Linked DNA regions of Mus musculus: regions 1, 2, 3, 4 and 5 are each linked to region 6. Evidence: chromatin contacts called from public HiChIP or PLAC-seq, Micro-C and promoter capture Hi-C data. All regions are on one chromosome and are shown on one strand. The core of a region is the stretch at or near the end of the contact, and the rest is flanking DNA. Distances in the headings are between cores, read along the strand shown. Region 1 holds the start of Rufy2 (RUN and FYVE domain-containing 2). Region 2 holds the start of Dna2 (DNA replication helicase/nuclease 2). Region 3 holds the start of Slc25a16 (solute carrier family 25 (mitochondrial carrier, Graves disease autoantigen), member 16). Region 4 holds the start of Tet1 (tet methylcytosine dioxygenase 1). Region 5 holds the start of Srgn (serglycin). Region 6 holds the start of Stox1 (storkhead box 1).

The links. Promoter capture Hi-C pulls out the DNA fragments that hold promoters and counts their contacts. A called contact is a pair of places that touch in the nucleus more often than the background predicts. HiChIP or PLAC-seq counts read pairs in DNA pulled down with a chosen protein or histone mark.
Region 1: a contact with region 6 is called in a Micro-C map of embryonic stem cells, with 2.3 times the contacts expected there. The contact joins the promoter of Rufy2 here to the promoter of Stox1 in region 6. A contact is called at or near these places in 9 of 39 promoter capture datasets (the 3T3-L1 cell line, the HPC-7 cell line, cranial neural crest and 6 more), 2 of 484 Hi-C or Micro-C datasets (both in embryonic stem cells), 3 of 115 datasets of contacts at active chromatin or transcription factors (craniofacial prominence, embryonic stem cells and neural tube) and 3 of 9 other capture datasets (adipose tissue, embryonic stem cells and liver).
Region 2: a promoter capture Hi-C map of stem cell-derived epiblast-like cells shows a contact between it and region 6, with 3 times the contacts expected there. The contact joins the promoter of Dna2 here to the promoter of Stox1 in region 6. A contact is called at or near these places in 16 of 39 promoter capture datasets (the 3T3-L1 cell line, 3T3-L1-derived adipocytes, the HPC-7 cell line and 10 more), 1 of 484 Hi-C or Micro-C datasets (embryonic stem cells), 3 of 115 datasets of contacts at active chromatin or transcription factors (embryonic stem cells and neural tube) and 3 of 9 other capture datasets (adipose tissue, embryonic stem cells and macrophages).
Region 3: a promoter capture Hi-C map of hematopoietic stem and progenitor cells shows a contact between it and region 6. The contact joins the promoter of Slc25a16 here to the promoter of Stox1 in region 6. A contact is called at or near these places in 8 of 39 promoter capture datasets (the 3T3-L1 cell line, cranial neural crest, hematopoietic stem and progenitor cells and 4 more), 2 of 484 Hi-C or Micro-C datasets (cerebellum and nephron progenitors), 4 of 115 datasets of contacts at active chromatin or transcription factors (cardiomyocytes, embryonic stem cells and neural tube) and 3 of 9 other capture datasets (adipose tissue, liver and pancreatic islet).
Region 4: a promoter capture Hi-C map of liver shows a contact between it and region 6, with 3 times the contacts expected there. The contact joins the promoter of Tet1 here to the promoter of Stox1 in region 6. A contact is called at or near these places in 13 of 39 promoter capture datasets (the HPC-7 cell line, cranial neural crest, fetal liver and 9 more), 2 of 115 datasets of contacts at active chromatin or transcription factors (both in embryonic stem cells) and 3 of 9 other capture datasets (adipose tissue, liver and pancreatic islet).
Region 5: an H3K4me3 HiChIP or PLAC-seq map of embryonic stem cells shows a contact between it and region 6, with 3 times the contacts expected there. The contact joins the promoter of Srgn here to the promoter of Stox1 in region 6. A contact is called at or near these places in 3 of 39 promoter capture datasets (cranial neural crest, embryonic stem cells and second pharyngeal arch cranial neural crest) and 3 of 115 datasets of contacts at active chromatin or transcription factors (all in embryonic stem cells).

The regions. Positions count from the first base shown.
Region 1 is chr10:62,977,657-62,982,053 of GRCm38.p6, forward strand. It overlaps Rufy2 (RUN and FYVE domain-containing 2), which reads left to right and starts at 2,596. Exons shown (of 18, transcript NM_027425.4): 1 at 2,596-2,676. The coding sequence starts at 2,673.
Region 2 is chr10:62,944,350-62,949,183 of GRCm38.p6, forward strand. It overlaps Dna2 (DNA replication helicase/nuclease 2), which reads left to right and starts at 2,680. Exons shown (of 21, transcript NM_177372.3): 1 at 2,680-2,820; 2 at 4,834. The coding sequence starts at 2,744. It overlaps Slc25a16 (solute carrier family 25 (mitochondrial carrier, Graves disease autoantigen), member 16), which reads left to right. Exons shown (of 9, transcript NM_175194.2): 9 at 1-2,145. The coding sequence ends at 122.
Region 3 is chr10:62,918,433-62,922,887 of GRCm38.p6, forward strand. It overlaps Slc25a16 (solute carrier family 25 (mitochondrial carrier, Graves disease autoantigen), member 16), which reads left to right and starts at 2,201. Exons shown (of 9, transcript NM_175194.2): 1 at 2,201-2,449. The coding sequence starts at 2,320.
Region 4 is chr10:62,885,026-62,890,064 of GRCm38.p6, forward strand. It overlaps Tet1 (tet methylcytosine dioxygenase 1), which reads right to left and starts at 2,299. Exons shown (of 13, transcript NM_001253857.2): 1 at 2,147-2,299. The region is part of intron 2 of Gm51805 (a long non-coding RNA gene); the gene reads left to right.
Region 5 is chr10:62,506,182-62,510,626 of GRCm38.p6, forward strand. Srgn (serglycin) reads right to left here and starts at 1,576. Exons shown (of 3, transcript NM_011157.3): 1 at 1,461-1,576. The coding sequence starts at 1,533. It overlaps Gm51804 (a long non-coding RNA gene), which reads left to right and starts at 1,623. Exons shown (of 3, transcript XR_003949006.1): 1 at 1,623-1,773; 2 at 1,893-2,106.
Region 6 is chr10:62,723,358-62,728,277 of GRCm38.p6, forward strand. Stox1 (storkhead box 1) reads right to left here and starts at 2,737. Exons shown (of 4, transcript NM_001033260.2): 1 at 2,411-2,737. The coding sequence starts at 2,711.

The sequences.
Region 1 (4,397 bases), core at 1,346-3,845, 250 kb after region 6:
TCTCAGGTAAGAACGCACAGGTGTAAGCACATACACACAAAACAGCAAACCTCTTAGGGAAAAAAGATGCTTCCTCGACATTTGTTAGACGTGCTGGACACCATTGCATCTAATGCATCATTGTTGGGGTACAAGAGAAAACCAAAGCAACCTGAGGTGGTTTGAACATGCTTGGCTCATGGGAAGTGGTGCTATTAGGAGGTGTGGCAGTGGAGGAAGTTTGTCACTGTGGGGGTGGGATTTGAGGTGCTTTGCTTAAGCTCCGCCCACTGTGGAAGAGTCTCCTGGCTGCTTTGGATCAAAAAGTAGACTTCTTGGCTCCTTCTCCAATAACACATCTGCTCGCATGTTGCCATGCTTCTTGTGATCCTGGACTGAGCCTCTGAAACCAAGCCAGCACCAACTGAATGCTTGCCTGTAGAAAAGCTGGCTTGGTCCTGGTGTCTCTTCGCAGCGATGAAACCCTAAGTGAAACACAAGAGCCCAGCAAAGCATGATCTTTATTTGAATTAGGCAGCAAAATCTGGCCGGCCAGAGACTATAGCACAGACTCGGGAGACTGTGCCTTTGAACGTTCATCTTAGCAGATGACAAGTTTTTATAGTGCTCAGGCCACTACTGATTGCTCACAGACACAGAACAGACTTCGGAGTTCACTATGATCCAGAAGAGAAATTGTACAGCATCTTTAAGGATGGAACCCCAAAGCATGGGCCGGGCCATAGCATTGTCCAGCATATTTTAACACAAGGGGGTTGAGCAAGGACTTAAAACATTGGTGACTGGGCCTTATCAGGGTCACCTGGTTTCAAGGTCCTTGATTCAGATTTGCAGTCAGGTCTCCCCCTGGACTCTGGTCTGGAATTCAGAATGATAAGGGAACAAAGGAGTGGGCAAGCTGCATGCAGTCAGGTAGTTCACCCCCAGCAATGCTTGCATGCCTTGTTTTAGATAAGGCAACCCCCCCTTTACTGGATAACAGACAAACATGAAACCCCTGAAGAAGCAGAATAAGTGTTGGGTCTGGGGCCTGGGACCATGAACTCAGTTTTGACTCTGCCAGCAGAATGGACGTTGGTCCCGAGACAGCTGGATTCAGGCAACTATCTCTTAACATTCTAAACCAGAGTGTTGAGTTAACATTGTGACTTGCATCTGTCTACCCACTTTTGGTGGTTTAAGTTTTTGAGATGGGTTTATTAGCTCCGGAATCAAGATCTGCTTGCTTTTGCCTGAAGGGTGGATCCCGGGGTTATAGGTATATGACAGGCAGCACACCCAGGTGCCTGTTGCAAGTTTTATCTATGGCAAGTTGAAAGGCAGGAGGAAGCATTCATGTGTGTGTGTGTGCCTGTGCATTTTTTAAAAGACAGCCCTGTATAACCCAGGCTGGCCTTGAAATCTCGAATGTCTGGGAGAATGATCTTGAACTGTGTTGTACAGGACTGAGTCAAAACTACCACTGTTTTCAGCAAACTGGCCTACATCTGCTTGCAAAAGATCACAGCTGGGCAAGTTGACTTGAATTCCCTCATAGGAGGGCAGGGAGGGAGGGTCATGGGACCTTCACAGGAACAACCAGTCTTTCTCTTGCAAGCTGTTGTATGCAATTCTACCCTAACTGCAAATGGCCTTAGGGAGGAACTAACATATAGGAAGGGAGGGGCTAGTGGAGGGGTGACTATCTGCAGCCAGGAAGGAGTCATCATTCCTAGAGGGATTTCGAAGTCCTCCCCAGTATCCCCCATAACTCACTGCTTCTTCAGCGGGAACGGTGTTAATCATTTTTGGTGTGTCCTCAGAATTTTGGAAGCATTTGGTAGACGTTGTTTACACCTCACTAAGGAAAGGATTTTTTTTTTTTTTTTAAGCAACAAACACTCTAGGTCTTTCCTCCAACTCCTAAGAGTTGGTATTTTCTAGGTCCACCATACCCGCTTACAAAGTATCACATTTTGTTACATGGAACTGGGGTCTTGTGTCTTTCCTCCAACTCCTAAGAGTTGGTATTTTCTAGGTCCACCATACCCACTTACAAAGTATCACATTTTGTTACATGCAACAGGGGTTTTGTAGCTATCCTTAGACGACCTGGCACTTGTTAGGTAGCTCAGAGTAACCTCAAGGTCCTAGCAGTCCTCCTGCGTCCACTCCTGTTGAGTGCTGGGGTTAGCAGCTGGATTTAGTGTCTTCCTTTGAGACTAGGCGAGCTTCAAATCCATTATGTAAGTGAGCCTGGTCTTCAACTACGGATCCATCTAACTCCCATCTCTCAAATGCTGGCATTACAAGCCGCCGGCTCTGCTAATTGTGTGAGGTTTTCTAAAATCTGTCGGCTAGCTCCGAGTCGGCCGGTGTGTTCCTTAAACCCATCCAGCCTGCAAGGATGAAACCTTGACAGGTAGCTTGAGGCCCGCATCTACATCCTCCCTTGGCGCTGTGCCCCAGGTCCCCGTCACGCCTCTTTCTCTGACGCTGTCAGGGTTGGTCAAATGGGGGTTGGGGTGGGGGTGGGGGTGATCGGCGGGGACCAGCTTCACGCGGCCGTGGCGTCCTCCCGCCGCCAGGGGCGCTGTGGCAGCGCCGAGCCGGGCCAGACGCGGTGGCCGCCGCGCGCCTGCGGGGAGCTGCTGACCCGCTCCGCGAGCCCGTGTCCCGCACGCACCGCCGCCATGGGTAAGGGCAGCAGCCGGGGTCACCATCCTTCGCTTGGGTCACGCAGTCACCCGGGAACCGGGGGCTCCCGGGGTCTCCATGGCAACGTCCGCCCGCCCGCATCCCTGCGCCCCGCCCGCCCTGGGGCCTGGCGGCTGGGGTCGGCGGACGGGCGGGGACCAGGGCGTCCAGGGACAGGGATGGCTTCCCAGTCACGCGGATGCAGGGCGGAAGGCTGGGGAGGGGAGCGGTGTAGTGCCAGGAGCGCGCTCCGCGGGGCCCCCTTGCAGGCTGGGGGCGCAGAGGGAGCGGGGCCGCCTCTAGGGACTGCCGAGGAGCCCCACCTGCGGTCGCTGCTGCACAGCCGCTGTCCTAGGCTCCTCCGGTGCAGGTTACAGGTTGTGATGAACACTCTTAAAAAGAGAATTCTGCCGATTATTAAACGTCAGGTGGTTTCACTTCGGGAGCGGGGGTGGACGGAGGGAATCACACCTCGACGGAGAGTGGAGGAAAAGATGTGGCCATATCCTTCATCACCCAGCCGGGCTGTTTCAGATTGCGGAGGAAGTCAGCCTAAGAGAGCTGGGATGCAAACCATAGCCAAGTGCCAGAGCAAGGGGACTCTTGTTTTGTTATTCGAAACGGGTTCTCACTGCATAGTCCTGGCTGTCCAGGAGCTAGCTATGTAGACCAGGCTGGACTCGAACTCAGAGATTCCCTCCTGCCTCTGCCTCCCAAATTCTGGAATTAAAGTGTGTCGCACCACGCCCAGCTGTTTTGTTTTGTTTTGAGTGGGCCACTAAATTGTGAACGCACTGACCACCTGGGTTTGTCATTTACTTGAAGGTTGTTTTTGAGACAGGTCTCTCTATATAGCATTGGCTGCCTCAGAACACTCTGTTTAGACCAGGCTGGACCCAAGAATCACAGACGCTGGGACTACAGAAACAGCTACATGGCAGAGTTCTCTGGAGATTAATAAATGTTAGGTTTGGTTTTCACATCTCTTTTGCTATCTTCGCAGAAAAATATTTGTGCCACTCGGCAGTGTTTAGAGTGTTGGGGGAACAGCTGGTTTAAAAAAAATTATTTTTATTTTTAATGAGTGTGTACCTGAGTGTAGGGGCCTCCAGAGGCGTCGGGTCTCCCTGGAGTTGGAGTTAAGCGCTTACCACAGGTATGGGGAATTAACCTCTTTCCAGCCCGTACTAGAATTTTTTTCTTTCCTTTTTTTTTTTTTTTTTCTTTTCTTTTGACCTGGGAGTTGTGTTTTTTTCGAGACAGGGTCTTACTGTGTAACCCTGGCCGGCCTGGAACCAATCTCCTAGTTGCTTAGGTCAAAGGCACAGAAGACTACCTTGGGTTTGTCAAAATATTTTGATTTTTTTTTTTTTTTTCTGTTGTTGTTGTTTTCCCTGTGATGTTTGTTCTGGGAGATTCTGGAATCTGATAACTTTACCTTTTATTTTGTTGCTAGTGTATTTTGATTTTTTTTTTTTTTGAGACAGTTTTAATATGTGGGCCTGGCTGTCCTCACTCTGTAGACTAGACTAGCCTCTAACTCAAGTGCTAGGATTAAAGATGCAAGCCACCACTGCCTGATTTTGAAATAAAGGTGTGTATGTGTGTGTGTGTGTGTTGACCTCAGAGGTCAAAAGAGGGCATTTGGCCACCTGGTGCTAGAGTTACAAGTAGGTGTGAACCATCTTAGTGGATGCTGGGAACCAAATTTTGGCTTTTTG
Region 2 (4,834 bases), core at 1,430-3,929, 220 kb after region 6:
AGCATGGGATTCGGAGAGGATTGTACCGTGGCTTATCTCTGAACTACATCCGCTGTATCCCCTCTCAAGCTGTGGCTTTCACAACGTATGAGCTGATGAAGCAATTTTTTCACCTTAACTGAAAGAAAAAAAAATCATGATTTGTAGTTATTTTCCTCAGTAAATTCTCAGAAGGATGTGTGTGTGTGTGTGTGTGTGTGTGCGCATGCATATATATATGATGATACCTTAATTGTGAAGGAAACATTACTTGAAGGGGACGTTCGCCCTGATACAGGAACCACTGGTATTTTAATACTTGATTTCTTTGAGTTTTAAAATCACAGATCAAAAATTCTTAGCATAATTTGTTTTTTTCTTTTTGATGGGATCTCTGTATGTTGCCCTGGCTGGCTTGGACCTCACTGTGGAGAGACCTCCTCTTTGTAGAGAGGCAATCCTCTTGTCTCTGCCTCCCACATACTGAAATTCCAGGCATGGGTCACCATGCCTGCTCCAACATATTTATTAATGGCAAACGTTATACCTTAGCACCTTGAAAAGCCATCTTGGGTAAAGTGTTATTTGGAAGGAAAAGAAGGTTCGCATTTGAGTTCAAGAGATTGCCCTTAGTCCTACCATACTTTCCAAACTCTGCATTGTAATTGTGGTTACTGAGGGGGAGGGGCTGGAATCGAACCCAGGGCCTTTGCATGCCAAGCACATGTACCCACTAGGCCACATCCCCAGCCTGCCAGCGCCATGCCACTGAGCTATGTCACTGGCCTCTTCCTTTCTTAGGATGGTGCTGGGGATCACATTCATGCATGCTGATTGTGTAATCGCACACTGCCAATGGTCCACACCCCAGCCCGCTAACCCCGCTCGTTATTTCCCCTCCCACTCTGTCCCTTCTCTACTTGTTCTGGGGAGTAAACTCAGGGTCTCTCTGCCTATCTTGCTAGATAAGCGCTCTACCTCTGAACTACATCTCCAGCCTTCTAACATTGTGTAATGTTATTTAAATCAGCTGACTTCCTTTTATTGTAGCAGAATGAGAACTGAAAATGTAAGGTCTGTGAAACAGAGCCAGCAACAAAGTAGTGTTCTTATTATGTTTCTTCTCAGAATTCTCTCCAGTGGGTAAAAAGACACCTTTCCGTCTAGTGGTTTGAGAAGCACTTCCTTCCTTGCGCTCTTTCTTTCTAACTCTCTTTGGGGATTGAGTCCAGGACGTTGTACATGGCAGGCATGATGAGATCCCATCAGAAAGTCAGCTGTACACTGAGGTATATCCCCAGTTGTCCTTCCTTCTCAATAAAATTACTGTTGTATTTGAAAGGAGATTGTCAACAAATGAAGAAAGTCCCAGGTCTTGTTCAAATGCTATTACCATGAACTTTGATTATCATGCCACTGCGTTTCCCAGAGGCAGTTATGATAAAGATTAAATATCTTTGCCCTTAAAAGGAGAGTAGCATTGTAGATGCTTGTCTAAAATAACTTGGTATGTACTAGGAAATGTAAATGGACCATCAATTTAGATGAAGCAATGTTTCTGAGGTATTATGTCAAGATATAAGTTCTTCCATGTAATGTAATTTTAGTGTGTCATAGTCCGAAGCGTAAATATAAACCACATTTTGATTGTTACATTTTAAAAAGGTTGTTTAGAATATAAGAATTCTGATCATTGTGTTTAGAACACTTTTTGTTGTAAGCATGACCCATGGAGTAGAAGCATCAAGCCTTCTCTAGAGGTAGTTATTTGTAGAACTGATGTGATTTTTAAAACATTAAAATTAAGCTGCAAATGTTATTTCTGCATTTTTTCATGTATATAAATATTTCTTGTCACATCTTGGAAAAAATTGGATGAATTAGTTTCATTTTTATAATCTTTACTTTAAAAATAAAAATGTATCATGTGATTTGTAAATGTACCAGGAGTGGGGATAAGTCTGTTTATAAAACTCTTTTGTATATTTTAATTTCTGGACTACATTGTAGCTAATTATTCCATTCAATCTTAAGGTAATTTAAATCTATAAAATAAATATCGCAATTATATTATCAATAAAGAGAACTGAAGATATTTTCTAAAATAAGAAATTGCCTTCTATGTCTGTTATAGAATCCATATGATATTAAAAGTAATTTTTTATCCTTGTTTTGATGGCTTGGTTTTTTTTGTTTGTTTGTTTGTTTTTTTGAGACAGGGTTTCTCTGTGTAGCCCTGGCTGTCCTGGAACTCACTCTGTAGACCAAGGCTGGCCTCGAACTCAGAAATCCGCCTGCCTCTGCCTCTGAAGTGTTTGGATTAAAGGCGCGCGCCACCACGCCCGGCTTAGATTTACTTTTTAAAAAATTTATTTTGTTTGTGTGTGTGTTTGTGAGTACTATGCACTATGTGCATGAGGATGCCTTTCCAGGCCAGAGGGTGGGAGGCATCAGATCCCTGCAACAAGACAGGTTCGTAGTGGAAATTCAGCTGCATCTCCCGCTCTCCTGCTCTGAAAAGCCCGAGACGGGGGATTGCTATGAGACGCGTGCAGTTGCGCGGCAGCCCAGCAGGTTCATGCAGGCATCCGGTCCTGGAGTGGAGACGGCGGAAAAGCGCCTCCGGTCCGGCGCTGTGCTTCCCGGCGCGGAGAGCGCGGGAGCCGCTGGCGCGCGGGGCGCCTGCTGCGCATGCGCAGCGAGCTGGCGCTTCTCTAGCGCCGCGAGTTACGGCTGCCCGCTCTCCCGGCGGGCTTCGGCAGGAATGGAGCCGCTGGACGAGCTGGACCTGCTGCTGCTGGAAGAGGACGGCGGAGCGGAGGCCGTGCCGCGGGTGGAGCTGTGAGCCTGCGGGAGGGCGGCGGGCGCGAGCGGGACCTGCGCGGTTTTCCCGGGTGTTAGCTGGAGGGTGATCGTCGGCCAGTCTTAATTGGGACCTGAGCTTGCTGGTGTAGCCCGCTGCTTTTTCACACGTCAGCCCACCCCTGTCATTGATACTTTGGATTTGATTTTGTCTTATTTGCATGTGCGGAAGACCCGCTTGTGGCGGTCGGAGGAGCACCCGTGCTAGTTATTTTCTTTCACGTGGGACGTCGGGGTCAAACTCCGGGCTGAAGGCTTGCCAGGAATCGCCTTTAGTCAGACGACCCAGTGTTCGTTCGTTCTTTCTTTCTTTCTTTCTTTCTTTCTTTCTTTCTTTCTTTCTTTCTTTCTCTCTCTCTCTCTCTCTCTCTCTCTCTCTCTCTCTCTCTCTCTCTCTCTTTCTTTCTCTTTTTTGGTTTTTTGAGACAGGGTTTCTCTGTGTAGCCCTGGCTGTCCTTGAACTCACTTTGTAGACCAGGCTGGCCTCGAACTCAGAAATCCGCCGGCCTCTGCCTCCGGAGTGCTGGGATCAAAGGCGTGCGCCACCACGCCCGGCTTTTATTTATTTTTAAATTTACTTAAGTGTACATATGCAAGTGCCTGAGTTTAGAGGCATCTCCTGGCGCTCGTGCCATCCCTTCAATATATCTTTTAAGAGCTCCTGGAGGTGTTACACCCGGTATACAGTAGGTCCAAGCCCTCTAATGCCATAAAGATTAGTATGATTGGCAGCTCCTGGCAGCAATTGCAGTGAACCTTTCATGCTGCTTCCCGCGTCCCTCTTTTTTCCTTCAAGCAGTAGTTGGGCGGACCAGGTACAGCAAGCAGGTGCTGTGCCACTGAACATTGTCATGCCCAGCACAGCAGGTGCTATGCCACTGAACTTTGGCATGCCCAGTATATCAGTTATCTGGAAAATGGACAGGACTAGCTCTCTTTAGTTGTACTTCCTAATTGCTTTCGACTGTGGTAGAAGCCCTTTTTGGTATTTTCCAGTTTTTGAGGTAGCCCAGGCTAGCCTCGAGCTGAGATGTGTAGCCAGCCCAGGACGGCTTTGACCTTCTGATCTCTGATCCTCTTTTTTTCCACTTCCCAAGTGTTTGTTTTGTTGCTGTTGTTTTATACAGGGTCTCATTTTGTAGACCAGGCTAACCTTGTGTGGTTAGGAGGTAGGAGTGGGCCCTGGAGGCCCAAGAAAAAGCCACACAGGCTGATTAATGTCTAGTCCAGGTATTGGTGAGAGTTGGCCAAACTGGTGGGCATTCTCCTGTTTGTAGACTGACCCTAACCCGTACCCCTCCCCAGTTCTAACCATTACTGCCTTCTAGTTTGAATACTGATCAGAATATATGTAACCATGTATCAAGTACAAAGGCAGAAACTTACAAAATTACCGTCTTGTGCTTTCAGGAGCTATGGTAGCCACCCTCTAGAGAGAGTCTGCTTCCTTACTTAAAGCAGCTTGGGTGTCTGGCTCTTTGTGTTTGATCTCTTGCAACACTTGACTTTGTGGTAGTTCCCCTGCCCCAGCCTCCCTAGCCATGGGAGTGGTTCATCGTGTCCAGCTTCCCTTATTGCTCATATACCTTTTAAAAGGAGAAGACTCACTTCTTGTTTGCTTTGAGATGGTTCCGCATGTCGTCCAGGCTAGCCCAAACTGCCTACGCATCTAAGGATGACTCCGTTCTCCTGCTTCTGACTCTTCGGTGCTGGGGTTAGAAGCATGAGCCACCACACTCAGACACCTAGTTTGTGCAGTGCTGGCCATCAGATCGACCCCCAGCCTTTGTGCACGCTTGGCAAGCCCTCTACCAACTGAGCCCCAGCCTCCAGCTCTTACAACAGGAATTCTCCCCCTTGTCTTTCTTAAGTTTAAGGTTTTCAGATCAAACAAGACTAGAAAACCAGAAGATTGACTTGGGCAGAACACAGCCAACTCTCGGCTGCTTATCTCGCGGCTCTGATAGGATGGTTTCTATGTTTTCGATTTAGA
Region 3 (4,455 bases), core at 951-3,450, 190 kb after region 6:
TTTTTTTTTTGCTTAGGATGGGTCTCCTTCTCATGTAGCCCAGGAGTGCACAGCACCACATCCAGTTACTTTGGTGCTGAAGGTCCTATTAGAACGTGTTGCAGTCTATGTAACGTAGTTACATCCTCAAGCCCTTAATCTTATTCTTCTAACAGGTTTCACTCTGTAGCTCAGGGTGGCTTTGACAGAACCATGTAGGGCAGGTTGGCTTCACACTCTTGGCATTTTTCTTGCCCCAGCCTTTCCAATGTTGTCTTTACAAGTATGAGCCACGATGCCAAGCTATTTTACATCTTTAGGATCAGCAAGTCGGCACAGTGGGGCAAGGGTACTTTCTAGTACACCTAAAGGCCTGAGTTCCAGCCACAAGAGACACATGTAGTGAGGAGAAAAACACCTGACTCCAGAAGCTGTTCTGTGACCTCCACACATGTGTTCCCCCAACCACAACATGAATGAATTAATGCCTTAGCTGTTGTGTCAAAAACAGACAGTAGAGAGCAAGAGAAAGCAGGGAGACTGACTGGTCTGTGGTCTTTCTAGTGTATGGACAGAACACAATGTTCCCATTTGTGGCAGGGTGAAAGCTGAATGAACAGTATACTTAGGAGAGAAGATGGGGAGTTTAAATGCCTGTAACCTAGATGTCAGATACAAATGCCTAGCATTTGATAAGCTCTGAGGTCAATGGATCCCTAGTTTGTTTTTTTTTTCTCTCCCCCGACACCCGTCTCACACACAGAGAGAACAACCGAGACAGAGAGAGAGAGATACAGAGGAAGGGGGGAAGAGAGACACAGATAAAGATCACCCCAGGAGTGGTGGTGAAATCCTCCTGTACTCTTAGCACATGCAGGGTTGAGGCAGAAGTATCTCAGGCTAGAGACCAGGCTGGGCCATATTTAGTATTTAGTCCTAGGTCACAGATGTGAGGGTGATGCAGTTGCACCATCTGTCACTCCACTGATTACCAAGTTGACCTGCTGTCTTTTTATTTATTTATTTATTTATTTTTGTTTTTCGAGACAGGGTTTCTCTGTGTAGCCCTGGATGTCCTGGAACTCACTCTGTAGACCAGGCTGGCCTCGAACTCAGAAATTCGCCTGCCTCTGCCTCCCAAGTGCTGGGATTAAAGGCGTGGACCACCACGCCTGGCGACCTGCTTGTCTATGTGAGTGTCTCCTCCCCTCTTCCCACTCCATGTACATGGCTTCCAGAACTACATGCCTGTTTGGACAAAGATGACCTTCCCCTAAGAGAGAAGGACACCATCTTTGATAAAGGGTGTGGGAATAGATGTGTCACCCTGCTAGAATCTCCAAACAAGCCAAGCCTCCATAGCCGGTCCCGAGAAAGGCAGGGAGAGAGGAAGAAAAAGAAAAGAAGGAGAAATAAAAGAGAAAGAGTTTGTGAAGACAGCAGGTTAAAGAATTTATCGTGTGTGAGATCAGAAGATGGGAGTGGATCAGAAAGACAGGGAAGGCTGAGCTGCTTGTGTTAATGCCAGAGGCACCATACACACCACACACACACACACACACACACACACACACACACACACGCGCGCGCGCGCGCGCGAATCAAACCCAGGTATTCTACAAGAACAAGAGTGCTTTTAACCGCTGAGCCATCTCTATGGCTCTCAACATTTATTATAGTGTGTGCGCGTGTGGGCGCGCGTGCTGCCAAGTTGCATGTATGGAGGTCTAAGAATAATTTGTGGGAATCGACTGTCTCCTTCAACTAGGCCGGGTCTGGAGACAACTCAGGTCGGCCAGCCTAGTGACAAGTGCCTTCAGCCGTTGAGCCAGCTAGCTTGTCTAGCATTTTCTTTTGACACAGTATCTTTCTCTCTGCAGCCTGGGCTAGTCGGGAACTCACTAAGTTACCCATGCTGGTCTTGGTCTGGAGGTGATGCCCCTGCTTCAGAGTCCTGAGTGCTGGGATGACAGGCATGAGCTTCACTACATAGCTCAAGCGGGTCTTGATCTCCATGGTCAGGAGTCATCAGGTTCGCTCGTGCTGAGACTGCAAGCCTGAATTTACTGGTCTGGCTCAAGAGGCTCGCAAACCTTCAGCAGGAAACCCGGGACCCTGAGTGTCGCAGACCCCCTGGGTGACGCCCACTTCCGCCTTGCTCTCTTGGACGGGTCCCAGCGGCGGCTGCGTGCGTCATCATTCCTCGCCGCCGCGCGCCATGGGCATCATCTGGCCCCGCCCGCGCGGCGGCTGGGCTCCTGTCAGAGCCGGCTCCAGCCATGGTGCTGCCCAGTGTTTTGTAAGTTGGCAGCGGAGGCTCGGGACGTGGCGCAGGTCCCGATGGCGGCCCTGGTGGCTGCGGCGGCCCTGGCGGCGGCCGAGCCTGCACCCGCGGTGCCGCAGGCGGCTGGGAGCGGGGGCCCGACCTCACGCCGAGACTTCTACTGGCTGCGTTCCTTCTTGGCCGGAGGTCAGTATCCGCCGCCCGGACCCCGGGGCTGGGTGTTGAAGCCGGTCCGCGGGCCGATCAGACAGTCCCGAGCTTCTCCTGCTGCAGCACCCAGCCGGGCCTTCACGTCAGCCCCTGCAGCCGGGGCTAATCCCTCCGCTGAACCAAGCACCTATTTCTTAAGGTTGAAAACAGGATCCTTTAGGTGGGACATGGTGGGGACCACCCCTTTCTGTTACAAACAACACGTGTGACAGTGTAGGATTGGGTTTTGCTGTTTGCTTGAAAGGAAAATAAGTTTTGGAGGTGGAGGCCAGCTTGGGCTCGCGTCCCCTTCGCGTGAGTGTGCGCGCGCGTGCGGATAATGATTTGAGAATATTTAATGTATTCCCCCCCGCCCCCCCACCTCAAGAGCCTTATGTAGTTGACGCTGGCTTTGAACTCCCGATTCTCCTGCCTCTGCATCCCAAGTGCTGGAATTACAGGCACATGTCGCACAGTCCGTCTCTAGAGGCTAACTTTGAAAAATAGACTAGGATATGAGCTGGACATGGTGGAATGTGCCTTAAATCGCAGCACCAGGCAGATGCAAAGGTCGGCAGATCTTGAGTTTGAGGTCAACCAGGTCTTCATAGCAAGTTCTGGGCAAGCAAGGAATACAAAGTGATACCCTGTCTCAAAAACAAAATAAAATGACTAAGGATATTGTGCAAAATTGCCTACAACCGCCCAGCGGTGGTGGTGGTGCACGCCTTTAATCCCAGCACTTGGGAGGCAAGCAGATTTCTGAGTTCGAGGCCAGCCTGGTCTGAGTGAGTTCAGGACAGCCAGGGCTACACAGAGAAACCCTGTCTCGAAAAAAAAAAAAAAATCAAAAAACAAAAACCAAACAGTTGGAGAAGCAGGCCCGCAGACCTTGTCATGCGATAGAAGATAGATGGAGGTGATAGCAAAGATCCCTGGCTTTGTTGTTTTGGTTAATCTTGTAGATAGATGATGGTAAACTGATGGACAAAAGTGGGAGGGGCTTGAGAAGAACAACAAATCTGTAGTCCATGCTGTAGACCAGTCTGGTCTATAGAGTGAGTTCCTGGACAGCCAGGGCTACACAAAGAAACCCTGTCTCGGAAAATCAAAAAACAAAAAAAGAAAACTGCCTACAACCAAAACTGGTTCCAGGAATCGTGGTAAACAAGCTTGTAACTGCTTGAAAAGAAGCACTGTGCTTTGTGCTTACTCTACCAGATGGCTTGCATGTGCCAGGGTTCCTCTCCCTTTCAGTAAGCAGGTGTTTGTAAGTTTGTATCTCTTAACCTCTCCCTCCCCACAATGATTGATTATTTGAGTTGTCATCAGGTAATTATTTATGTGGTTTTTCTTTTCTTTTTTTTTTTTTTTTCCCAGACAGGGTTTTTCTGTGTAGCCTTGGCTGTTCTGGAACTCACTTTGTAGACTAGACTGGCCTCGAACTCAGAAATCCGCCTGCCTCTGCCTCCCGAGTGCTGGGATTAAAGGCATGCGCCACCACACCCGGCTCAGTTAATTATTTATGACTGGCAATAAAAAAAATACACATCATGAGGTCTTATGGAAAGATAGGGTCATAGCTTGCAGCTGTTTTGGGAATGTAATTATTTTCTTCTCAGATTAAAAAGACATTTGTTACTTAGTCCTAGCACTCGGGAGGCAGAGGCAGGCAGAATTAGCTCCAGGCCAGTCTGGTCTACAGCATGAGTTCCAGGATGGCCAGAGCTACACAGAGAAATTCTGTCTTGAAAAACCAATGTGTACACAATGTGTGTGTGAGTGTGTGTGTGTGTGTATATATACACTGGCCATGATGGGAGTCTTTTGAACCTCAAAGCCTACTCCTAGTGACCTACCTTCTCCAACAAGGCCACACCTCCCAATCCTTTACAACATTTCCACCAGCCAGGGACCAGTATTTATTTGTTTATTTAATTTTATTTTTTGGTTTTTCCTGCCTCTGCCTCCCAAGTTCTGAGATTAAAGGCATGCGCCACCAC
Region 4 (5,039 bases), core at 1,049-3,548, 160 kb after region 6:
GGTGCATATCTGTAATCCCAATATTCAGGAGGAGTCATAAGTTCGAGACCAGCTTCTGCCAGTAAAGGTCAAGTCAGTCTGGAATAGAGTGACACCTTACCACACATAAATTCTTTAAAACAGACATCAAAACCCAGGAAGCCATAAACTGTAGCATCTGAGATTCTTTTTAATTATTAGCGGCTGGTCTGGAAGCATTAAGCTTCACTATACCCATAAATACCTAATTAACTATATTCAGTTGTGTGTAACTGAATCTAAATATACTCTCCAAATTGTTTTTGCCTCAAGAAACCAATACCTGCCGGGCGTGGTAGGGCACTCCTTTAATCCCAGCACTCGGGAGGCAGAGGCAAGAGGATTTCTGAGTTCGAGGCCAGTCTGGTCTACAAAGTGAGTTCCAGGACTATACAGAGAAACCGTGTCTCGAAAAAAAAAAAACAAAAAAGGAAGACAGAAAAGAAAAGAAAGGAGAAGAGAAGAGAAAAAAGAGAAAAGAAAAGAAACCAATACCTGAGGGGAAGGGCTGCTTTATGGCGCCCCCTCGTCCAATCATCCGGCGTGAGCGCACAACTCCACCCCAAACCAATCCTGTCGTGGTAGTCCCAAGGTCTGGAAAGTCATTGCAAATTCCTCAGTAGCCGCTCAGCTCAGGATGGTTGGTTCACTTGGAAAGAGTTGTGGGGGTGGGGAAGACAGGGAATCCTTTTTGTTTGTTTGTTTTTTTTGGGTTTTGTTTTGTTTTTTCGAGACAGGGTTTCTCTGTGTAGCCCTAGCTGTCCTGGAACTCACTCTGTACACCAGGCTGGCTTCGAACTCAGAAATCCGCCTGACTCTGCCTCCCGAGTGCTAGGATTAAAGGCGTGCGCCACCACGCCCGGCTGAGTCAGGGAATCCTTATCGCTGCTCCAGCATTAAGTCTTTCTTAAAGTCACATTAATTTTAGTGGGTCAGAAACGTACCCAGTTCAGTTCCCAAAGGGCAACTGGAGCCGGACACTTCTTTCCTGACTCATTCCTGTGGATTAATGGGCGAACACTGGAGGTGAAGGAGAGAGTAAGAGAAAGGGGAAGTTGCTTTTTCAGACTGGTCTCACCATGCAGCCCTAGCTGCCCTGAAACTCACGGAGATCTCTATGCCTTTACCAACCCAGCGCTGGAATAATCATAGGCGAGCACACCCCTCCGGAAAAAGGAAGATTTGCTTCCCTACCCCGCGGAGTAGGCGGTGGTCTCTTCAGCCCAGGCAGGGACCGCGAGCTCCCGGAGCTCACGTGCAGCACGATAAGTCTTAGGCACTCACTCTGCCGCTGCGAGCACACGTACGCCCTCAATCCCCTCTCCAGGATCCCAGAACCAGTCAGTAGCATTCCAAAAACTTGCGTTTCGGCGCTGGCAACATATCCTACTTTCTTGCTTCTTCTTGAACCTCCCAATTCCGGACCAGCCTTTCCCAGACCTCCAGGTCCCCTGCACTCCCGAAGTGGCTCCCAGCAACCCCTTTCTAGGGTTCATCCGCGAAGGATGGGGTACGTCTCAAACGCGTGAGACACTTCTGAACCCGACAGCTCGCGCTCCCCACTCCTCGCTGGCAAAAGCTATCGCCTCCCTACAGGCAGACTCCCAGACTTTCTAAGAACTCCTGTCTGGGGACCTCCCAGAGGCCATACATGCGTTTCCCCTACAGGATCTCCAGTTGATGCCAAGTCTGGAGGTCCCCATGCGAACCGATCCTAGCCAGGGCTAACTAAACTTTCTGGGGAGCGCTGTAAGGTCCCCCGCGAGCATTGTTAGTCACCCGCCACGAAAGACCCGGAGCGGCCCGGGATAGGGGGTCGTGGCGCGGAGTTGACTCGCACGAGTCATCACCAAGCATCGCGGCGTGCAAAGTCCTAGCCCGATCGAGATCCGCCCCCCAGCTCCGTCCCGCCACGGAGTAGTACCCTCTCCCAACTCCCCGGCTCTTTGCTGCCGCCCCAGCTCACCCTAAACTGCCTCTGGATCCCAGGGCAGCGCGGGTCACCCCTGCTAGAAGCCTGCACCAATCCTTGGACAAACTTTCCAGCGGGTCTTGGTCCGTGCAACTTTGGAGCCTGAGGCTCCGGCACGCGCCAAGGAGTTCAGGCGGGCCTAGGATGGACACTTACCATCCGGCACGGTCAGGGCCCGAGCACCCGGGTTGGGGAGCTGCTCCGCGAATGTTCCCGTAGAAGAGGCAGGTAGAGGTACATGACCAGGGAGGGAGAGGACGTCCAGGGGCGAATACAGACCCCGGGATTGTACAAACCAGTTGCAGAGTGCAGTGTTCCACGAGCGGAGTGCGCGGGTACTCCCAGCCAGGTCAGCCCTCGCCCCCCCCCAGAGCAGCGGTGTCTCCCCAGTACAGACCTCTAGGAGTGTAGCTGGGGCACAGCCTTTGCTGGACCCTGTACCGCTGAGCGAGAGGCAAAATGCGAGCTGGATTTTCCCAAATCGGAGCCGGACTCCTCTCGACCCTTCTCCTGTCCACTCCTTCCTAGGCTTTCCTGAAATTCCGCCCGCGCTCCCTCCCCTTTTTTCTTAGGTCAAAGGAGTGTTGAAATCTACAGGTCACCATCTCTTTCAGTGATGGGAGTCAGAGTATCTCTAATCAGATGGGAGTAAAGGTATCTCGAAAACGAATGTTTCCAGAAGCGAGTCGGGTCATCCAGGTGACATCCTAGAGGTGTCAAACCAACTTCAAGACCAAAGAGAAATCAAATTAGCTTTGATTTTTTCCCTACATCTTTATTTTGATTAGCCATTGACTGCGGACTCATTAGTGATCATAATCACTTTATAGGAAATGGAAATACAGTAAGAGAGAAATTCCTGCCATGAGGTTCAGGCTTGACTTTAACTAGGCATATCCCAAGGTAAGATAGCTTTCTCTTCTTCCAGAAGTCTGCCCTTAGACAAGGAAATCTACTGCTTCAGGTGGAAGGGAGAAAACTGGCTTGTGGCTTTACACTCCACTCCCCCAATTCCATACCTGAACTGTGGTATATAAATGTCCCTCGATAGCCTAGCAGATGCCTTTAATCCCAGGACTTGGGGGGCAGAGGCAAGTGGATTTCTGAATTATAGGCCAGTCTGGTTTACAAAGTGAGTTCTAGGACAGCCAGGGCTATACAGAGAAATCCTGTCTCAAAAAAACAAAACAAAATAAAACAAATAAATGTCCCTAGATTGTTCGGAGAAATAGTCCCAAACTGTCAAGCTTACACCCTAAATAAATCCTTTAAATGTATTCTTAACTAGGTACCAGCTATAACGGGTTTGTTTGTTTAGCTTTTAAAAGTCTCTGTGTAGCCCAGGCTGCCCTCAAAGGCAGGAATCTTCCAGCCACAGCCTTTCCAGTGCTGGGATTATAAAGTAACCTGATTGGAGGTCAGAAATGCACTTCTAGCTGAGTTCTGCTCAGAGGTGAAGACTGAGGCCTCAATTTAATCTTTGCAATAGAAAAAAGCAAACCTGGCTCTCTCTTTTTTTCTTTATTTTTCTTTCATTCCCTTTCTCTATTAGATTTTGACCTTGAACTGATTCTCCTTCCCATACCTATAAAGTGCGAGAAATATTGACAGATAAGTTTTTAGACAAATAAGACAAAACACTCTAGCAAAACCAGGCAAACATCTCTTTTCCCAGCCAGCCTTAATAGAGTGAGACCCTGTAATAGTTTTTTAAGATTTTATTTATTTATTTTATATATATGACAAGTACACTAGAGCTGTCTTCAGACACACCAGAAGAGGGCATCTGATCCTGTTACAAAAGTTGTGAGCCACACTATGTGGTTGCTGGGAATTGAACTCAGGACCTTTGGAAGAGCAGTAAATGTTCTTAACCACTGAGCCATCTCTCCAGCCCCAACACCCCTGTCCACCTGTCTCTGCCTCCCGAGTGCTGGGATTAAAGGCTTCTGCCACCATGCCGGACTTAAAATTTTCTTTTCTCAAAAAACAAACAACAAAAAAAATTCTTTTCAAGTTGGGCCTTTGGGAGGCAACATTTGGAATGTAAATAATTTTTGGTTTTTTTTTTTTTTTTTTTTTTTTTTTTTGAGACAGGGTTTCTTTGTATATCTGGCTGTCCTGAAACTTGCTTTGTAGACCAAAGCTGTCCTCGAACTCAGAAATCCACCTGCCTCTAATAAATTTAATTTTTAAAAAAGAAAAAAAAGATAAAGTCGGGCCTTTGAAATGGGACAGATTATCAGTACCTCTGGCCAAGCCTACAGATCTGAGTTTGATCCTTGAAATCCACACATCAGGGTGTCGAGAACTCACTCCCACAATTTGGCATAAGCACAAATTTAAGAGAACAGGAGAATACAAAAATTCACAGGAAGGCAAGGCTTAATGCAAGGACTCAAAAAAGGACGAAGCAGGACTGGTACTAAAGGCAATGTCTCCAGAGATAATAGCATGCAAGGCAGTTACTACTCCATTTACAATAGCTTATCAGGAGCTGGGATTTTTCTGATGTTTTCTAGTCATATGAAGGAAACAAACAACATATTTTTATTTCTCTGCTCACACCACCTCAGCAGTGAATAGTTAGTTCTGTGTCCAGGTTTGTGGACTTTTCCTCAACCCATCAAGCAATTTGCCACTGGCAACTGTGTAGCATATCAGTCTTGTCTGCCAGGGACTGTTCCATGACCCCTTTAAGAAACTCAGGTCTTGGGGCTGGTGAGATGGCTCAGCGGTTAAGAGTGCCCACTGCTCTTCCTAAAGTCCTGAGTTCAAATCCCAGCAACCACATGGTGGCTCACAACCATCTGAAATGAGATCTGACTCCCTCTTCTGGAGTGTATGAGGACAGCTATGGTGTACTTACATATAATTAATTAATTAATTAATTAATTATAAAAGAAAAGAAAGAAAGAAACTCAGGTCTTTGGGCAGGCGAAATGGCTCAGTGGCTAAGAGCACTGACTGTTATTTCCCAGGTCCTGAGTTCAAATCCCAACATGGCTCACAACCACCATAATGAGATCTGATGCTGTCTTCTGGCCTG
Region 5 (4,445 bases), core at 326-2,825, 220 kb before region 6:
AAAGGTTTTTCCCTGAAAGATCCGCATGAACTTGAATTCTGAGTCAAAGGGAAAAGTGTGGCTCTAGCTGTGTAGCAGAGCCCCGGACATGCATGAGGCCCTGGGTGTAGGCGCCAATATCACAAAGCTACATAAATAGAAGTGAGCCTTAGCAAGGTCACTTCCTGTTTTCCGATGACGACGTTAGCATAGCCCCATGAAAATAAGTTTCTAAACTTCCACTATGCAAGGAATTTCTGAAGTAACCTGTGAGATGTCATTTCGACCGGAAGTAAGAACGCTACAGCTAGGAGTCACTTCGAAGAAACTCCAGGACACGTATGTCGCTGTGACTCAACATTTCCTTTATGTTTTTCAACCATAAACTCGGCAACTTATTTATCAGGCCATGACCTTCTGCCTCATTTAGACATAGTTCCCTAAATATTAAGGCGAATAAAGTGTGCTTCTTTGTAGTTGTTGTTTGTTTGTTTGTTCTACAAACATTCCATCTTCTTAGAAAAAGTTTGAGGTTGAGTCAGCATGACTGAACAGCTGTAAAAGACAGTCAAATTTACAGACAGGTTTTCAAACGAAAACCTGTTTTCTGGACGAGAGCACAAATGCTAACACTCCTCAGGCTGTTTCTAAAATATTGTTTTAGAGTTAGCATTTTGCCTAGCCAAAATTGAATGTTTGGTAAGAGCCGAGCTTAAGAAGAAAGTAAAAATAGCTACATTTACCCCAATTAAAAAAAAAAAAAAAAAAAAAGCCGGGCAGTGGTGGCGCACACCTTTAATCCCAGCACTTGGGAAACAGAGGCAGGTGGATTTCGGAGTTCGAGGCCAGCCTGGTCTACAGAGTGAGTTCCAGGACAGCCAGGGCTACACAGAGAAACCCTGTCTCAGAAAATCACACACACACAAAAGCCTCTTTCATTGTTAAAATAACAGCGCCATCAGATTCCGTTCTTTGGAACCCAGCATGGAGACATACACCTGTTATCCCAGCACTCGGGAAGTAGAAGTTCCAGGTCCTCTTCAGCTGTATAGCAAGTTGAAGACCATCTTACGCTACATGAGACCTTATATCAAAATGGAGTTCATGCAGACAACTCAGTGATAGGATGCTATTCTAGAAAATTCCATGATGCCACCATCTCAGTAGATCAGTTGGGTAATTTTCCATTTATTTCTTGAATGCTTTAAATGAATAAACCACACATCTTTACCCAAAAAAATAAGAACACTTTTCAGTCATCCTGACAGGTTTTAAGGCCACCACTTACCTTAGAGTTTAATTAATTATTATTATTTTTTAGACCAAACTCAAGTAAACTCACACGAGGTTGTTGAGGCACCTGAAATCCTTCCTTACCTCCCCTCCCACAATAGGACACCCTGCACCTTCAGATGAAGACAATTACTTGTGCATATGCTGATGCCTTCAGAGCAGAGAATTAAAGATCCTGGGTCTCTTACCTTGCACTGAAGATCCCCAAACCAGGACGAAGGCGAGAGCCAGGACAAGCCTGCTGCCGACGGGAACCTGCATCCTGACCAGCTCGGCTCCACTCAGCCTCTGGATTAGCAAATGTAGCAGGGTGCTCTTTCTGTCCCTTTTAGAAAGAGGTTCCAAAACCTCAGACCCTGCCCAAGAACACACGTCACAGTTTCCTGAACAAATAGAAAGAGATCCACATCAACACCCAGAAAGAAGAAGAAAGTTGAAAAAAACAACAACTGTTCATACCCATGATGAAACTCCACCGGACTCCCCCTAGGCGTTTGCTGTGTGGTTATTATTTTTTCTTTTTCCAAAAAGCTCTGCCATCTGTCATTTGCATGTTTAAAAAAAAAGTTTTCCCCATCAAAAAGTCGAATCAGCACTTTCTTCCCCCTCCCTTCCTTCAGGTAACAATCTAAACAGACAGGAGGACTCAGCTGTTCCAGAACTGAGCTCGGCTCATCCACAGCGCACATCAAAGAGAAGCTGGGCGCGCACAGAGTCAGGCACAAGCAGGGAACATTCCGAGCCGAGCTGGGTTCTCAGCCCCCAGGATGAGCGGTCTCCGTTAACGTCCAGAGTCTGCTAGAATTCCTGGCTTTCCCTCTAGCTCACAAACAGGTGAGGAATATATATATATATAAAATCAGCTGCTCCCCAGGGATTGAGACCATGCATGTTTGCATCTTTTTTTCCTGTTTTTTTTTGTTTGTTTGTTTGTTTACTTCGAAAAAAAATTTTTCTTTCTGGTCTTGAGTAAGGCAAAAATCAGGAACAAGGAGGGCAGGTCCCCCCCTCAGAGGGCCGTGGAATGTGAAAACAGAGACACAGATGCTGCCGTTCATAAAGGACTAGCCGTTCCCTGGCCTCGAAGATTGCGGGGCTTTGGGGGTGCGGGTGCGGGAATGGCCACTCTGTGCTAGCCTCACAGTAAGGGTGGTTTTACGCTGTATCTGTAGCGAGACAGCTTTCTCTGCCTTTGCTCTGAGGGCTCAACCATTCTCCACTTCAGGGTGTCCGTTCCTCGGCTGCTCAGATGCCTGCCCCTTGGCCATCCTTTGATGGGTGGGAGGAGTTTCCTTCCCCTTGTTCTGGGCTTCCTGCTGATTCCTTAAGGTTTCCTGATAAGGACAGACTTTAGAATCTCATAGCTCAGGAGCCCTGATAGAGAAAATGAAGCCCTCCTTAGAAACTTCTCCTCAGAAGCCCCCTCAGAGCCTGGAAACCCTCAACTGTAGCAACCGAGGCGCACAGAGACCCAGCGCACACCGTGTGGAGTTTTAGTATCTGTTGGGATTTCTCTCCTCTGCCTTTGGTCCCTTTTCATGATAAGCTTCAATTAAAGCCCTGATAACAAAACGAAAGATCATGTTAACAGCTTCAGGAAGTTTCTCACGACACCTTCAAGGCAATTAGAAGTAGAGATGGATAATTTAGTCACCTTCACACAACCTACAATCACGTGGGAAGGGAGTCTCAGGGACGGAGATAGCCCGGATCAGGATGGCTATGGACAGGCCTAAGGGGGATTGTCTTGGTTATTTGGTGTGGGAAGATCCAGCCCATAGTAGGCAGCGTGATGCCCTCCCTGGTTTAGGGATCCGGATGGCAGCAAGCTGAGAGAAAACCAGCAATCATTTGTTCCTCTCTGCTTTGGATTGTGCAATCAGCTGCTTCAAGTTCAAGCCGCCTTGACTTCCTTGCAATGATGCACTGTTCTCGTAACCTGGAAGCGTGAGCTAAAATGTGACCCTGAGCCCTTTCTTCCCTAAGCTGCCTTTTGTAGGGTAGTTTATCACAGTGACAGAAACAAAACCCAAACAACCAAAACTAGTACCTGAAAGTGATCACTGGGAGATTTTTCTCACTCGGGGACTTTTTTTTTTTTTTTTTGCTGCTGCTGAGTCATGGGGATTTTTTTTTATTTACTTCCTTATATATTTTTATTTATTGAGGCAGGGTTTCACGTATCCCCAGCTGGCTTTGAACCTGTTGTGTAGGCCAAAGATGACCCTGGGCTCCCGAGTCTCTCTCTAGTCCTCTCTTCTCACACTCTGGGGTGAGTGGCCAGACCTGTTCTAGAACTCAGGTGCTCTAAACCATACTCCAGAGACAGATGAGCGATGAGAAGAAAATCAGACTGGTGTGTGAAAGGGAAGTCTTCTAGTAATTATTGAGTAGGCGTATCTGCCAAACGCTCTCAGGCAGATTGGCTTTACAGTCCGCAGCTGGGGAGGGCACTCGTTGGATCCTTGCTGTCTCTCAGGAATAATTTCACAGTCATCAAAAATATTGGAAATAAATCTCTTAGGGGAAGTATCAGACTTTTGAAGCTTCAGGGAAACTGACTCTGAAAAGAAGTGTTTAAAAACTGGCCTTGGGAGGATGGAGAAATGGCTCAGGTGTTAAGAGGACTGGCTACTCTTCCAGAGGACCCAAGTTCAATTCCCAGCACCCACATAGCAGCTCACAGCTGTCTGTAACTCCAGGCTCTGACCCCCTCACAAAACATGCATCCAGGCAAAATTACAATGCACGTAAGATAAATTATATATACATACATATTTATGTATATATACATACCACACACACACACACACACACATATGAAATTGGCCTTAGCCTAGCATAATAGCTTATGCCTATAACTCCAGCATTTGGAAACAGAGGCAGTAGAGTCAAGAGTTTGAGTCTAGCCACTTGTCGAGCGGTGCATACCTTTGACCCCCAGCTCTCAGGAGACAGAAGAAGCAAGAGTCACTCTATGAGTTCAAGAACAGCCTGATCTGATCTACACAGCAAACTCCAGGACAGCCAGAACTATATATAAAGAGAGAGAGACCCTGTGTTCAAAAGAAGAAGAAGAAGAAGAAGAAGAAGAAGAAGAAGAAGAAGAAGAAGAAGAAGAAGAAGAAGAAGAAGAAGAAGAAGAGAAAAAAGAAAAAAGAAAGACAAAAGAA
Region 6 (4,920 bases), core at 1,487-3,986:
GCACACACTCAGGCTCACACACATATAAAATAATACATCTTAAAAATATATCCACTGAAGAAACATCCCCACTCCAGAGAGATCCTGCCTCAGCAGAAGGAAGACGCTACACAGAGTCAAAAGAAGAATGTGATCATGTAGGTCTATCTTCGTCAATTTCTTCTTGGCCATCCATCCTTTACCAAAGATGGACATAGAAACAGGCAATTTCTTCTGAGCCCTTGGATCATTTCCAAAGGTTCCCACATCACATAAAGAGAGCCGGTGAGACAGCTCGGTGCATAGAGATGCCTGCTACCAAGCTTGGTTACCTGAGTTCAATCCCCAGGACCCACATGGAGAAAGGAGAGACCTGACCCCCTCTAAGCTGTCCCCTGGATTCTCATACACACATCAGAGCACACGTGTGCCCCTCCCACACCACATAAACATTTATTCTTTTTTTTTAAAAAAAAAAAAACCTTTAAATTATGTTTAAAATTTTAAAATAAACCTGTTATGTTTTTCTCTTGTTACTAAAACCTGAGTTCAATTCCTGAGCTCTACACGGTGGAAGGAGAGAACAGACTCCAAAGAGCTGTCAGTCAACTGCTGAATATGTATCAAGGCACGCACACCCAGATATAAATAAACATAGAGGATTTTTGCCAAATCTTTTTGTGTCCGTGGGCACTGCTCAGGTGTAGCAATGATAGAAAGGATTAATAGCCAGCTCACCTTTCTATGCCTACAACCAGCATACACCACGGCTCCCTGGGCTACAATGGCTGCCTCAGATGTTACATAAAGCCTCTCTTACTTCAGCCCTGGGGTCTAGACACCACACACACACACACACACACACACACACACACACACACACACACTGCATCCAATTCCCTCTCTGCAGTACACAGTATACTCACCCTTTGGAAGGAGTCAGGAGACAGGAGAATGTAACCACTAATTCAAACCAGAGAAGCCCAGGACGCAACTGAAAGCCCCTTTTTTCAAAATCCAGCCTGTCTGCAGAAGATTCCAACTTTGGGTACCTGGCTCCCTGTTTCAGAACCCGGAAACCATTCTTTTGACATTCCTGCATGGGAAAGGAGATGAGACCCTATCTATGTAGTCTGGCAACCATCTCTCTTCTTGTTTTTTGTTTGTTTGTTTCTTTGTTGTTTTTTGTTTTGTTTTGTTTTGTTTGTTTTTTGAGACAGGGTTTCTCTGTATAGCCCTGGCTGTCCTGGAACTCACTTTGTAAACCAGGCTGGCCTCAAACTCAGAAATCTGCCTGCCTCTGCCTCCCAAGTGCCGGGATAAAAGGTGTGCGCCACCATGCCGGGCTCCATCTCTCTTCTTAATCAAAGAAATATGGGGACAGGCTGGGGGTGGGTGGTTGCAGATGGCATGAAGTTTAGAGGCCTTCCCAGGTTCAGGCCAGAGGAGGTCACTATTCCTGGACAAGACCACACACAGCATCAGGTGTCTCCCGTTGCCCTGACCCTTACCCCAGGGAGTAAAACAAATTTGTTTTGCTGGTGCTTCTCTGGGGATGGGGGAAGGAGGAGGAGGAGGAGGAGGAGGAGGAGGAGGAGGAGGAGGAGGAGGAGGAGGAGGAGGAGGAGAACCAGACTATGATGGAGAGGTTCCTTGAAACAACTGGCTTCTTGTCACCACCAAACCATCGAATGGTCCCACAGCCCCCACAGACAGAATGAGGACAGAACCAGCTGTTACTGGGAGCTGACACAGTTGCCAGAGGTTAGTGGCCTGTGTCAGTAACCACCCCACTGGTGCAGCGGTTCAGTTTCTCAACCGAGAAACAAATGGGTTAGTCCGAAAAGACTGGGAGGTGGAACTTTCTCTGTTTGGTGAATGATGTGTGATGTGTCTACAGCACCATCTGTTTCTTTTCCCCACCAGTTAAGGACGATCCCGCCCCCCCCCCAAAAAACTTCTGAAAGTTGAGCGACCTAAGACCACTCCTCCATCCAAGACAAGCAGGACAGGAACACCAGGTACTGGGAAGGGAAGGGGAGTTGAGGGGAGGGGAGCTGAGGGGAGGGGAGGGGAGGGAAAGAAAAGGGGAAAAAAAGGAAAGGAAAAAGGAAAGGATGGCAAAGTTAAGGAAAGGGGAAGGGAAAGGAATGGAGAAAGAAAAGAAAAGGAAAGACGGACGGAAAAAGGAAAGGGAAGGAAAAGATAGGAAAAAGGAAAGGAAAGACGGAAGGAAAAAGAAAGGGAAGCTAAGAAGGAAGGAAGGAAGGAAGGAAGGAAGGAAGGAAGGAAGGAAGGAGCAATCGGATCCTCTTTCGGACCCGAGCCTCACTTTTCCTAAAGTGCCCCCTCCCCTAACACCAGGAACCCGCGCGCTCCCGGGACCTGTTGCTATGACCCCGGGCGCTGGCGACCTCCGCCCCACACTCACCCACCGCGGTGATGCGGAAGCCTCGGGGCGGCCGCAGGGCTCGGCGACGCCACGCATCCCGCAGCACCTGCACACAGGGCTGGGGCGCGCGCACCAGCAGCACCCCGCGCCGCAGCCAGCCGAGAAAGGCCAGCCGCGAGGCGGCGCGCGCCAGCCGTGCGTTCCAGAAGCAGCGCGCGTTGGCGCGGCGGAAGGCGCGGAAGAGCGCGCGACCGCCCGGCTCCCCCGCCGCCTGCCCGGCCTCCCGCGGGCTCAGCACCAACGCCAGCGAACCCGGTGCCAGCTGCACGGGCCGCGCCATGCCGCCCGCTCGCGGGACTCGAGATCACTGAGCCCACCTCGGCTGCCCCGGGAGCCCTCTGAGGGGGGCGGGGCCGGGGTGGGGCGGGGCTTTCTAGGGCGTCGCTGTCACTCCCGGTTCCCACAGCAACCAGAAGAGCCGGTGGCATCGCCCACCCGCAGTGCCCGGAGGACCCAGGTCGCGCGTGGGAGGTGACCCAGGTTTGAGCCTCTGCTCCGTTCCTGACCTCTCAGGCTAGTTCTCTGGCGTCTCTGGGTTTGGACCTGGCCAGGTTCCTCATCTCGCAGCAGAGGACTCTGAGGACCCTCTCATCCATGGTTTTCTGAAGTTCCAGGGTCTGTCTCCTCCCCTAGTGTATCCCCTTCTTTTGAGAATTTTGAGGAAAGCAGGGTTAGCGAGCGAGAGGCGGTAGCAAAAGCCTGGGGCCCCACCCTGGTTAGGGCCTGGGGATTCTGACGCTGCACTCGATCATGCCCCAAGAACCCCAAAGGAAAGGCCGAGATCTGCCCCTGCAGACTATGGCCGGCGTCGCAGAGCGATAAGGACAAACAGGCTGGGCCGGAATTGAGGCCCTGGGTCCCTGAGGATAAAGATCTATTGGAATAAGGAAACCGGGCAGGATAGACATTAGACTTAACTATGAACTCAATACTATAAAGAGCAAGGTGCTTCGGCAAGACCTGAGGGGTCATTTCAGACTTACCATCCATAATATCGATATAATAATCAGGGGTGGGCACAGAGAGAGACAGGGTCAACATATGTCTCCCAGGCTGGTCTCAAACTCATGTTCCTCTTGCTTGTGCAACCGTTTTTATTTTTAACTACACCACCTTTATAACTACCATAATGAGATAATCCATACCCCTATCCATCAATCACAGATGTTATTAATAACAATAGCCCAGTTTCACAACTCTCTGTTAAATTAACTATTGTAGATTGATATCTCTAATCCCCAAATCCCAGATGCTCTAAGAATTTTTTTTTAAGTACTACTGTGGTTTCACACGCAAAAAACATCACACTTGACTTCAGGATGTGTGTAAAAGGGGTGGCTATGAGTTGAGTGAATTGTGTGGGACCCATCTCCAACTTGGCTCCTCAAGTAGATCCAAGTGTGCCAGCATCTGAAAAAAATGGGCTATCTGTCCCCAAGCATCTTGGAGACAATTGTATCAATAGCATGCATGTGTGCCACCCTGCCTGCCTGTGAATGGCCATGCCTAAGTGCTGGGGTGTGTATGTGTGTGTACCATGGTACCGACCTAAGAGCTTCCAGGAAGTCTCCTGCCCCCACCCCCTGCCTCACCATAGCACCACTGGGATTACAGACATTAGAGATTATACACATACTATATCTTATGTACTATCCTGCCTCAATTTATATGGGTTTTGACGATTTAAACTCGGCCCTTTTGCTTTTACCAACTGAGCCATCTCTCCAGCCCAGCCATAATCCTGTATTTTAAACTTTGGGTTTTTTTCCTCAAATGACAAAAACTATAATTAGTTAGGTTAAAAAGTATCCCACCTTTACTCAGGCAAACAGAGAGTTTAGCTCCAGACCAAGCAAGGGTCAGGCAACCTTGTCTGGTGCTGGTGGCTCGCCACCTTCCATGCTGGGAAAAGACTCATAGGTGCATTGAAATTCTGGCTTCTCGATGGGACAAAGGCACAGAGCTTATTGTCAAGGTCACTGCCATTTCTCACTTGCTAGGGACGGAGTGAAAACAGAGGCATTTGATTTGTAGAGGAGGAGCAGGAGGAGGGGGAAGAGCAACAGGAGGAGGAGGGCCGGGCGTGGTGGTGCACGCCTTTAATCCCAGCACTCGGGAGGCAGAGGCAGGCGAATTTCTGAGTTCGAGGCCAGCCTGGTCTACAGAGTGAGTTCCAGGACAGCCAGGGCTATAAAGAGAAACCCTGTCTCGAAAAAAAAAGAAAAAAACCAAAAAAAAAAAAAAAAACAGGAGGAGGAGGAACAGAGGGAGGAGGAAGAAGAGAAAGAGGGAGAGGAGGAGGAGGAGGAGGAGGAGGAGGGAGAATGTCTCAGTCACATGGGGGGTATGAAATGGAACCAAACAACTACTGAGTCAGGCTTCTGTAGGTAAATGACTTAACCTTCAATTCAAATAAACATTTGAAGTTGACATTAAGTGTTCCCCATCTGAATTCTGAGGTGGATGGATAGATCCTGCAGAGAGAAGAA